2 separate regions of the Salmo salar genome follow, and region 1 is linked to region 2. Evidence: chromatin contacts called from public Hi-C data. All regions are on one chromosome and are shown on one strand. The core of a region is the stretch at or near the end of the contact, and the rest is flanking DNA. Distances in the headings are between cores, read along the strand shown.

The links. A called contact is a pair of places that touch in the nucleus more often than the background predicts.
Region 1: a Hi-C map of muscle shows a contact between it and region 2, with 6 times the contacts expected there. The contact joins the promoter of clk4a here to the promoter of LOC106611948 in region 2. A contact is called at or near these places in 2 of 3 Hi-C or Micro-C datasets (gill and muscle).

The regions. Positions count from the first base shown.
Region 1 is chrssa09:76,033,184-76,038,771 of Ssal_v3.1, forward strand. clk4a (CDC-like kinase 4a) reads left to right here and starts at 3,455. Exons shown (of 12, transcript NM_001140055.1): 1 at 3,455-3,578; 2 at 4,128-4,282; 3 at 5,396-5,588. The coding sequence starts at 4,128.
Region 2 is chrssa09:75,802,564-75,808,014 of Ssal_v3.1, forward strand. It overlaps LOC106611948 (putative monooxygenase p33MONOX), which reads left to right and starts at 2,801. Exons shown (of 8, transcript XM_014212650.2): 1 at 2,801-3,009.

The DNA.
Region 1 (5,588 bases), core at 2,205-4,704, 230 kb after region 2:
GGCCTGCCGTTTGTGGTCCGGACGGATCACTCCGCCCTGCAGTGGCTTCTCTCCTTCAAGGAGCCAGAGGGTCAGATTGCCCGCTGGCTGGAGGAGCTGCAACCCTACGACTTCCAGGTGGAGCACAGAGCCGGCCTTCGCCACAGCAATGCAGACGCCTTGTCCCGCCGCCCGTGTGCTGAGGATGGCTGTGGGTACTGCGCCAAACGGGTGGAGCGAGAGAGAGAACTGTGCAGGGAGGAGGGAGTCACCGCCACGGTGAGTCAGCTGAGTGTGACAGAGTGCCGGGAGCTTGAGGCTGTGGACGTTGGGGAGTGGAGGCGTCGCCAGGAGGAGGACGCAGAGCTGCGTCCTGTGCTGCGGTGGGTGGAAGAGAGAAGACGACCGCCGTGGGGAAGTAGCCCCTCTATCACCAGTCACCAAGGGACTGTGGGCTAAATTCACAGTCCTTAGAGTGGCTGAGGGAGTGCTCCAGAGGGGGGTGGAAAAAGCCAGCGACTGGAGAAATTACGTGGCAGGTAGTGGTGCCCAAAAGGCTGCAGGGGAGCGTGTTACAGCAGCTTCATGGGGGAGTTGGCGCAGGGCATTTTGGGGTCTCCAAAACGTTAAAGCGCATGCGTAAAGGCTTCTATTGGGCCAGGCACAGGAGGGATGTTGAGGACTTTTGTAGGCAGTGCGACGAGTGTGCTGCTAAAAAGGACCTCCAGGTCAGTCACACGCCCTCCTACAACAATTCCCAGTAGGGGGAGCCCATGGAGAGACTGGGGGTAGACATAGTGGGGCCGTTTCCAACCACAGACAGAGGTAACAGGTGGATTCTAACCGCTATGGACTACTTCACCAAGTGGCCGGAGGCTTACGCTCTCCCAGACCAGGAGACAGAGACAGTAGCTGATGCGTTGGTGGGGGGAATAATCAGTCGGTTTGGGGTGCCACAGTCTTTTCACAGCGACCAGGGGAGAAACTTCGAGTCACGGGTGTTCTCAGAGTTGTGTAGACGGTTAGGCGCGGAGAAGACGCGCACTACTCCGCTTCACCCCCAGAGTGATGGGCTGGTGGAAAGATTTAACAGAACGTTAGCACAGCAGCTGGCCATCGTTACCTCAAAACACCAGAGAGATTGGGACACCCACTTACCGTTTATTCTTATGGCATATAGGTCGGCTGTTCAAGAATCGACTGCGTGCTCCCCAGCGCTACTAATGTTAGGTCGTGAGTTGCGCACCCCAGCCGAACTGACGTTTGGCCACCCTCCTGATAATGACAACGGGGTTTTGCCTGGCCCGAACTATGTGTGTCGTCTGCAGAACCGGTTAGAAGCGGCTCACACCTTCGCAAGAGAGCAACTCGAGAACGCAGGGGTGCGCCAAAAGCGCCACTATGACTTGCGCGCTAGGGGGAGGCACTTTGGAGCGGGAGAATGTGTGTGGCTTCACAACCCCACGCGCAAGAAGGGGCGGTGCCCAAAGCTGGACAGTGCATGGGTGGGGCCGTGTCTGGTGATAGAGAGAGTGGGGGAGGTGACGTACCGGGTGGAGGTCCCCCCACGGAGCAGGAAGGTGGTGGTCCACCGGGACCGATTGGCACCCTACAGAGGGAGGAAAACGGTAGGAAATGGGAGTGAGGTCTCTGATGTGAGCCCACGGGAACAGTCTAACGAGGAGACTCTAGCGCAACCTGAGCCTGGGATGGGGGCTGCTTCTTCGGAGGGCGCTGGAAATGACATTGGGGCAGATGAGTGTTCTGGGGGTTCACCGGTGAGAGCCACGGGGAGGCCCAAGAGACTGATGCGACCTCCGGGTCGTTTTAAGGATTTTGTTGTGTAACCCTAGGGGCTAGGGTTTAGAAAGGGGGGGGCTATGTAACGACCCGGTATTGTGTTCTGTGTTTGTGGGTGTGTTATGGTTCTCATGGCTACTAACAGGGGTTAAATATGTCAGGACAGAGGGAAAGGTTGGGGGGGTATGATGGGTAATCCCGCGGGATTTGGAAATGCATAAATAGGGATTACTGTCTCATCTTCTCTCTCTTTTCTGTTCGGGGCCTTGATCTGTTCCTATGGGAGTAACCCTTAATTAGACTTGGTATAATTGTGTACGTTCGGCATTTAGCGGCGTGGGCTGTGGCCTGAACAATAGCCCAGTTTAGGAATAAACCTGTGTTCTGACCTGCACACCTAGAGTCCGTCTCTTTTTCCTTTATGACCCAGCCGGGTCATTACAATATATTCTCTTCAATTAAAACTGACTCATTCCTCCATAACAACCATTGCCTGATTAGCAACACCCCCAATATGAAGAACATATTATAGAATAAAGACCCACACTTTATCCTGTCCTATGAAACATTAGAACAAAGATCCACACTTTATCCTGTCCTATGAAACATTAGAACAAAGATCCACACTTTATCCTGTCCTATGACACAGACGCATTTAATAAATGTGCAACCTGTTGAGTTTTGTCTATTTTCTGAAGATGCATATAATTATAGTAGACTATATTTTATGGTATTCTGACTTAATCTGATCATAGGGCAACAGTATTTAAGTAGTCTCCTATACAATGTTTTACAGACATCTACCATCATTCAAGGAGGTACTTAATGGTGTTCTACAACTCGATAAATTACTTTGCAATGACTCAGTGTGACAAATGCTGGCTTCTATTGATTGTACAGCATACCCTGGGATAGCCTCATATGTAATATAGCTGGACACATTGGTAAACAAACTTTAACTAGCCATGCTGCCTCATGCTAGCTGTGTTAAACCCAGCTATAGTTTTGTTTCATTATTGGTAGCTAGTTGGTTTAATCTATCAGTGATCGTTTCTTTGGTGATTGATTCGATGGGTAGTCATGGATACAGCACACTACTGATTACACAGCCAACGACGTGTGCCTCACCATGCAATAATTACTCCAAATGCATCTTCTCGTTATTTATTACATACCTTGGAAACTGGAAAAAATATTTTCCTCCCTTGCTCTGCACAGTATTGCAGCCGATTAATGCACATAGCTTCATCTTTGTATCTCCGTAATAATTGTAATAGTTATCAGTATCTTTGACAACAAACACATGAGATTACAGCTCAACAATTTAACAATCAAGCTGGAAATTAGCTTTGCATAATGATTCGTTTTTTATACTGCTTCCCCTCCCTTAAACAAACTAACAGAGAACAGTTTACATTAAACATGGTATTTATTGATTACATATGTTTTGGAAACAGAAAACATCAATCGAGATCAAAGGTTTCATTGATGAGAAAATTAGCAGAATGTCAGCCATAATCCATCTTCTCCCACTGCTGCCCACTGGGCTTCCTCTAACTAATATATTTGGTTGCGCTAGGAAACGCCAACCGGATGCTTCACATTTATACATCCGGTGAAATATCTGTCTCATTGTTCTATCTATGACAATAACTTCCAGCAGCAGCAGCAGAGTTCGCCATTTTGGAAGGCAGCTTTGTTCCTACACAAAAGTACAGATAAAACATCGTTTTTTGGGTTATTTTTTTATTTAAAAAAAAACGTATTAGTTGTTTGGGGTACATCCTTCGATAGATAAAGTGAGGACAGATGATTTAATATGTAATACTTCAATGTAAACAATATATCATCTGTTCAACATTATCTTGCTAGCCTTCAGGTTTCGTCGACGAACCAGGAAGTTAACGTTAGTAAGCTGGCTAGCCAATGTACAGATAGCTAGTTATTACTTTCTGAAAATTGATGACGCTAACATTTATCAGATGCATGTTGCTAGCGTTATCTGAAGTTAGTCAAGCAGCTAGATAGGTTTCACGTGGGATTGTTATTCATTTAGCTAGCAAGTTAACGTTAGGTAAATTAACGTAGCTAGCATGTTAGAACAAATACACCAGTCGGTGTCTGTAGAGGATAAATTGACCATGATTAGCTAGCTAGCGAATGCTAGAAAATAATGTACGCTATTTACTGGTGTATGGTTGAATTTACTTCATGTCATCCAGAAGGTTAACTCGCTATCTATATGTAGATTTGAATTATTTTTTTTACAGTTTGTTGGCACTGCAGCTAGCCATGTAACGTTAGCTCGTTTTAGCTATTAATGTGAACATTTATCACTTGTGTGGCAGATGCGACAGGCAAAGCGAATTCGTTCCCCAGGCGTTTGGCTCAGTGAGTTCAGCTGGGTGGAGAGTCGAAAGCGCCAGAAACGAGATGATTCGAATAGCAGTGTAAGGGAGAATAAATCTCGAAGACGTCAACAACCCCTCAAAACACATGAAGGGTAAATATTCTGACCCAATTCCCCCCCCCAACAGAACTATTATAGGCCCCACCCATCCACAAGCAACCCCGAGATCATCCTTTTTACATCTGTCTGGTCATTTCTGTCTCTTCAATTAGGTTTGTAGGATCCAGCAGCTATACACATGCCAAATGTTTTCACAGCAATATATTAATGTGGTGAGGACAAGCCATCATCTTATAAATAATGAGTGAAATCCAAGCTCACAGCATACTTTAGGCCAAAGTTTATTTCAGGAGAATCTGCCTCTTTCCCTGCCCTTGACAGATGTGGTCACAATTCATTTTGGAAGTTTGAAGTCTTTATTATTGGAAGTCACTGTCATTTGACAATATTTCACTGTACATTTTATTGCTGGAAGGTAAAACCGTGTCTGGTTTCTGTGTCCGTCTCTGATTGAGCTTGTGCTTTGTGAGAGATGGAGGTTTATAGTGGAAGTTTCCAGGGCAGAACGGGTAAGGAAGCTCTAATAATAAGTCCCCCGGCAACGCAGACCTTTTCCTGGAAGAGACCTGACACCACCAGGGTGCCATCATGGCTTTCTCTGACTCTGGGGCTCTGGAGGTCCAGAGACTCGGATCACATTCCTCTGCTGAAAGGGCTTCACGGATTCCTCGCTGAGCCAAAACAACTGTCGTAGCAGACACCTGTGCTTTCGATTTGTGTGTGTTGGTGTGTGTGAGAGGTAGAAGGGGATTCTGCTGGATTGGGGGGGGGTGCTTGAGCACACATACATTCAAGCTGGCTGCTCATATTTATATGATAGATTCATGTGAAAGGTTGCTACATGATCTGTTCTAACAGCTCTTGAGACATATTGCCTGTCCAGTTTGTTGTGTCAGTTTACCCCCAAAACTAGGAATCTACACTATCCTCCACTATGTTAGGCTTTCACACCAAGAACCTTGGAGTGATGATGTTGCACTCTGTAGTTGTAAATAAGCTTGTTACTAATTAAATTTTTTATATATTAAGCCCCTTGGGATAGGATGACGGGGAAGACGTAGGTCCTGGCCATTAGAACCAAGCAGTGGGTAAGTAGGCAGGAGGAGGAGTCAGTCACTTAGCTGTCTTGTTGTTTCTCCCTTTCAGGCACTACCTGGAGACCCACAGCCTGAACCAGCAGAGGATAGAGTCTAAGGACAGGAGGGCCAGAGAAGCCAGCCTGGAGATGGGCTACGGCGAGGACAACAGGGCCGCCGCCACCAGGGACAGAGACCGCGAGAGGGAGAAGGACAAGGAGTGGCACCACTACAGCAAGTCATCCGGGCGGAGTGGCAAGAGT
Region 2 (5,451 bases), core at 1,551-4,050:
TGAATGTTTTGTTTTTTGCCCTAGCACTACACAGTTGATTCAAATGATCAAAGCTTGATGATGAGTTAATTATATGAATCAGCTGTGTAGCGCTAGAGCAAAAACCAAAACGTGCTCCCCTTGGTGTCCCGAGGACCGAGTTTGGGAAACCCTGAGTTATAATGTCACCTGGATTCCTTGCAGTAAACTAAGAGGAGGGTGTTCATCATGTAATTTTGTAGTAGCAAGTTGACTTTGAAAGGGTAAAAGAGGAGATTTGACTTTCAGGATCCAGTCAAGGTAATAGTTCTAATACAGAGCTTTGAGGTTCAAGTGGTCATGTGAAAATGCAAAAGGCCTGATGGTAAAAAGGCAAGTACAGTGAGGGAAAAAAGTATTTGATCCCCTGCTGATTTTGTACGTTTGCCGACTGACAAAGAAATGATCAGTCTATAATTTTAATGGTAGGTTTATCTGAACAGTGAGAGACAGAACAACAACAAAAAAATCCTGAAAAACGCATGTCAAAAATGTTATAAATTGATTTGCATTTTAATGAGGGAAATAAGTATTTGACCCCCTCTGCAAAACATGACTTAGTACTTAGGGCAAAACCCTTGTTGGCAATCACAGAGGTCAGATGTTTTTTGTAGTTGGCCACCAGGTTTGCACACATCTCAGGAGGGATTTTGACCCACTCCTCTTTGCAGAACTTCTCCAAGTCATTAAGGTTTCGAGGCTGACGTTTGGCAACCTTCAGCTCCCTCCACAGATTTTCTATGGGATTAAGGTCTGGAGACTGGCTAGGCCACTCCAGGACCTTAATGTGCTTCTTCTTGAGCCACTCCTTTGTTGCCTTGGCCGTGTGTTTTGGGTCATTGTCATGCTGGAATACCCATCCACGACCCATTTTCAATGCCCTGGCTGAGGGAAGGAGGTTCTCACCCAAGATTTGACGGTACATGGCCCCGTCCATCGTCCCTTTGATGCGGTGAAGTTGTACTGTCCCCTTAGCAGAAAAACACCCCCAAAGCATGTTTCCACCTCCATGTTTGACGGTGAGGATGGTGTTCTTGGGGTCATAGGCAGTATTCCTCCTCCTCCAAACACGGAGAGTTGAGTTGATGCCAAAGAGCTCCATTTTGGTCTCATCTGACCACAACACTTTCACCCAGTTGTCCTCTGAATCATTCAGATGTTCATTGGCAAACTTCAGACGGCATGTATATGTGCTTTCTTGAGCAGGGGAACCTTGCGGGCTCTGCAGGATTTCAGTCCTTCACGGCGTAGTGTGTTACCAATTGTTTTCTTGGTGACTATGGTCCCAGCTGCCTTGAGATCATTGACAAGATCCTCCCGTGTAGTTCTGGGCTGATTCCTCACTGTTCTCATGATCATTGCAACTCCACGAGGTGAGATCTTGCATGGAGCCCCAGGCCGAGGGAGATTGACAGCTCTTTTGTGTTTCTTCCATTTACGAATAATTGCACCAACTGTTGTCACCTTCTCACCAAGCTGCTTGGCGATGGTCTTGTAGCCCATTCCAGCCTTGTGTAGGTCTACAATCTTGTCCCTGACATCCTTGGAGAGCTCTTTGATCTTCTGTGGACAGGTATCTTTTATACAGGTAACAAGCTGAGATTAGAAACACTTCCTTTAAGAGTGTGCTCCTAATCTCAGCTCGTTACCTGTATAAAAGACACCTGGGAGCCAGAAATCTTTCTGATTGAGAGGGGGTCAAATACTTATTTCCCTCCTTAAAATGCAAATCAATTTATTACATTTTTGACATGCGTTTTTATGGATTTTTTTGTTATTCTGTCTCTCACTGTTCAAATAAACCTACCATTAAAATTATAGACTGATCATTTCTTTCTCAGTGGGCAAACGTACAAAATCAGCAGGGGATCAAATACTTTTTTCCCTCACTGTAGCTAAAAAAGCCAAGGCCAATAGCATGTTGTTAGAGCATGTCTTTAAAAGGCATGGCTCAAAGGCACAAATTATTCTACTGAATCTCAACATTACATAGTCATTCTGAATTACCTATACATGCATCATCACAGACATTTGTCCATATGAACCTGAGACAACTTTCAATTGAACAATGAGAACAGTGAGGCATCGGCTACTTTGGGTACAGAGTGAAATTCAACAGTCTAGCAAGTTCAAGATTGGATTGTCAGTTCCCGAGGCCTATAATTCTGTGTCCTGACATCTGATACATAGATCAATGGGGAAAAAAACGTGTAGACCTTTACTTCAGAACATTTTAAGTTATGTGTAAGTAATTAAGCAGACTAATCATATTATGATTATTCTATTCGAGAATATATGAGGATGTGGTGGTCGTCGATCTTGTTCATCGTCAGGCATCTGGCTGGCCCCCTATATGTCTAAACCCCTATTTGCATTGGGGAAACTATGCTATTGTGTGACTGTGTGTGCTGCCATCATTAAAGTTATGTAATAGTGGTAGAGAGTCTAAAGTAAACTTTAGAGAACTTCAACCACGTGATGTGCACACTCAAGAGGAAGTAAGTTGGTTTTCTGGTCAATGCATTGTATGTGTGAATGTATGGGTGAATGTATGGGTAAATGTATGGCGGGATACAACAAAGCAAGTTGTAATGTGTATAATAACATGTTTACTATGCATTCAAATATATACATATAATTGTAATAATTGGGATGTTGCTGTGAGGTGTGACCATTGTACAAAATAAAATGCATTTCAAAACGTCTCTCTGGTCTCTGCATCATGTCTAGAATCAAGACAGACAAACCCATGCACCAGGGAGGAGTCAAGACTTTCATTTTTAGAATTCCCATTCCAGCATGATCACTTCCGTTATTTTTCAGAATGCTCATTCATTGGTCCGGTGCTTGACCGCTTGTCACTGCACTTGTAAATGTGCGTGCCCATCGTAAAGTCGTTGTCTGCTTGTTCACCAAAATCGGTTCAAACACAGCGCAGTTACGACAGTGAGTGGACTTTATTGAGGTATAGCAGGTACATCGTCATCATAGGTGAGAAATCTCTATAATTTATAACTGCATCTTGTCATGTTTCTGTTTTTGTAATAACCAATATGATCAATACATGTTTTTTATTGCGTCGGTGGTTGGGTTATAGCCTATGTGTAATTATATTTTAATAGCCTACAGCAATAGTAGCCTACCTTAATATCAAGATAATTATATATTTGTATTATAAGTAGGCCTATAATATTCATGGTTTATCAATATATATATATATTTTTAAGGCGCATGTAGCCGATCGTATGAATTTAATTCCAGTATTCTGCCTGCCTTTCACGTAATCTTTTAGTGATTGGGAGTTGACTCTTTTTACTGACTCGGATCTTGTCGACTCGTTCAGTCAAATGAACAAATCTTTCGACTCATTTCGTTCATTTGAGACAGTAGGCCTAATGCCCTGCGCACGCAGGAACCCCTATCGGCGAACGATGAACTAAAAACTCGAAAGAATCATGATTCTACAAGCCATCTCGTTCACCATAGGGGGCTTATTGGAGCTGTCATATGTGACAGAAATATGTGACAGCTGCAAACAATGTACATTTGTGATTGCTAGGCATATGAATACGATTATTTATTGATACCTTTGAAACGAGGTCTAGTTGCGGCCGCAACCGGACTAGATTAAGAACGACCCTTGGCAGAATATAACTGTTTGACAGCCGCGGGGGAGATTAGCCAATGTCCATTTTCTTCTTGAAAGTTTTATGGCAGACTACACCTACTGGGTAATGTAACAAAAAATATTCCATGGGAGGACGATAAATCAAACAACCTTCCCACTCCTTCCGTCACAGTTCAAATCACATCCATACACAGCCTCAGGTGCCTGGGAGGACCGAGCATTCAACGACAGAATTCATTGTAATGCCTCTGCAGAAAAATCCACGAGTCCCCCCAAAAAATGCTCAGCCGCATTCACAATGCTTATTTTCTCCGCTGCGCTGTGCAGTTGATAAAGCAATAAACGCTACAAAGTCCACCTTCTTAACATACAACATGTCAGGATCCCTCTGTTGACGAGGGACATCATCAAATCAAATTCAAATCAAATTTATTTTTATATAGCCCTTCGTACATCAGCTGATATCTCAAAGTGCTGTACAGAAACCCAGCCTAAAACCCCAAACAGCAAGCAAAGCATGTGAAAGAAGCACGGTGGCTAGGAAAAACTCCCTAGGAAAAACTCCCTAGAAAGGCCAAAAACCTAGGAAGAAACCTAGAGAGGAACCAGGCTATGAGGGGTGGCCAGTCCTCTTCTGGCTGTGCAGGGTGGATATTATAACAGAACATGGTCAAGATGTTAAAATGTTAAAATGTTCATAAATGACCAGCATGGTCAAATAATAATAATCATAGTAGTTGTCGAGGGTGCAACAAGCACGTCCGGTGAACAGGTCAGGGTTCCATAGCCGCAGGCAGAACAGTTGAAACTGGAGCAGCAGCACGGCCAGGTGGACTGGGGACAGCAAGGAGTCATCATACCAGGTAGTCCTGAGGCATGGTCCTAGGGCTCAGGTCCTCCGAGAGAAAAACAGAAAGAGTGTCTTTACTGCTACTAGCATTACTTCTTCACTTTTTTTCTGCCACTCTTCTCACCGCCTCTGGTTTTACACATTCTGGTCAGCCCTTATTCTTGCCGCATCTGTTTCCTTCACCCTGCCTAACAGGACAATTCAGAAATTCGGGTGCATGTTCACAAACCACAATTGCAGCATTTAGGCTCAGCAGGCATATAATACTCCTCCCGTCTACATACACTTGACACATGATCAAGTAATTTACATTTGTCACACTGCATGGGTTTGTATACTGCAAGATTTTGCTCCAACTGATCAATTAACTCAGTTGGTCAGGTGTGGTGCACACCTCTGGACGGTATACTGTATTTTCCGATATACCAGTATTGATGCAAGGAGCGGTTTAAGTTATTACTTTACCTTCGATAACGGTCTTTGAATGTTTGGTTTGTTAAATGTGATACGATATGTGTAATGTCGATTTAGTTTACTTTACTTGAGTAATCTCTCTCCGCTCTCACTCTCCATGCCGCTTTCCACACAGACCTAGCCCAGCCCGTCACTCATGGAGCGCATTGGTTGTTCCTCGACCACTACTAGACACTTGCATTCGGTCTGCATGGTCAATGCAACACATGTATCAATGTTGATGAACAACGATGCTGTTTTCACTTTGCTTCTTAATATAAATTCACTAGTGTTCTATAATGGCACTGTTAATTTGTGTTTCTTACACCTGCAAACAGCTAATTAGCAAATTGGTCCTAATTCTTGTTAGCCGCTAATGGTAATCGGGGTTAGCTGGCTGGCTTGGCTGGCTAACGTTAGCTAGCTAGCTAATAAATGTACTGAGTCAGAGCAAACGTAGTTAGCTATACAGCCTGATAATACCAGTGATGGTGTAGACCTA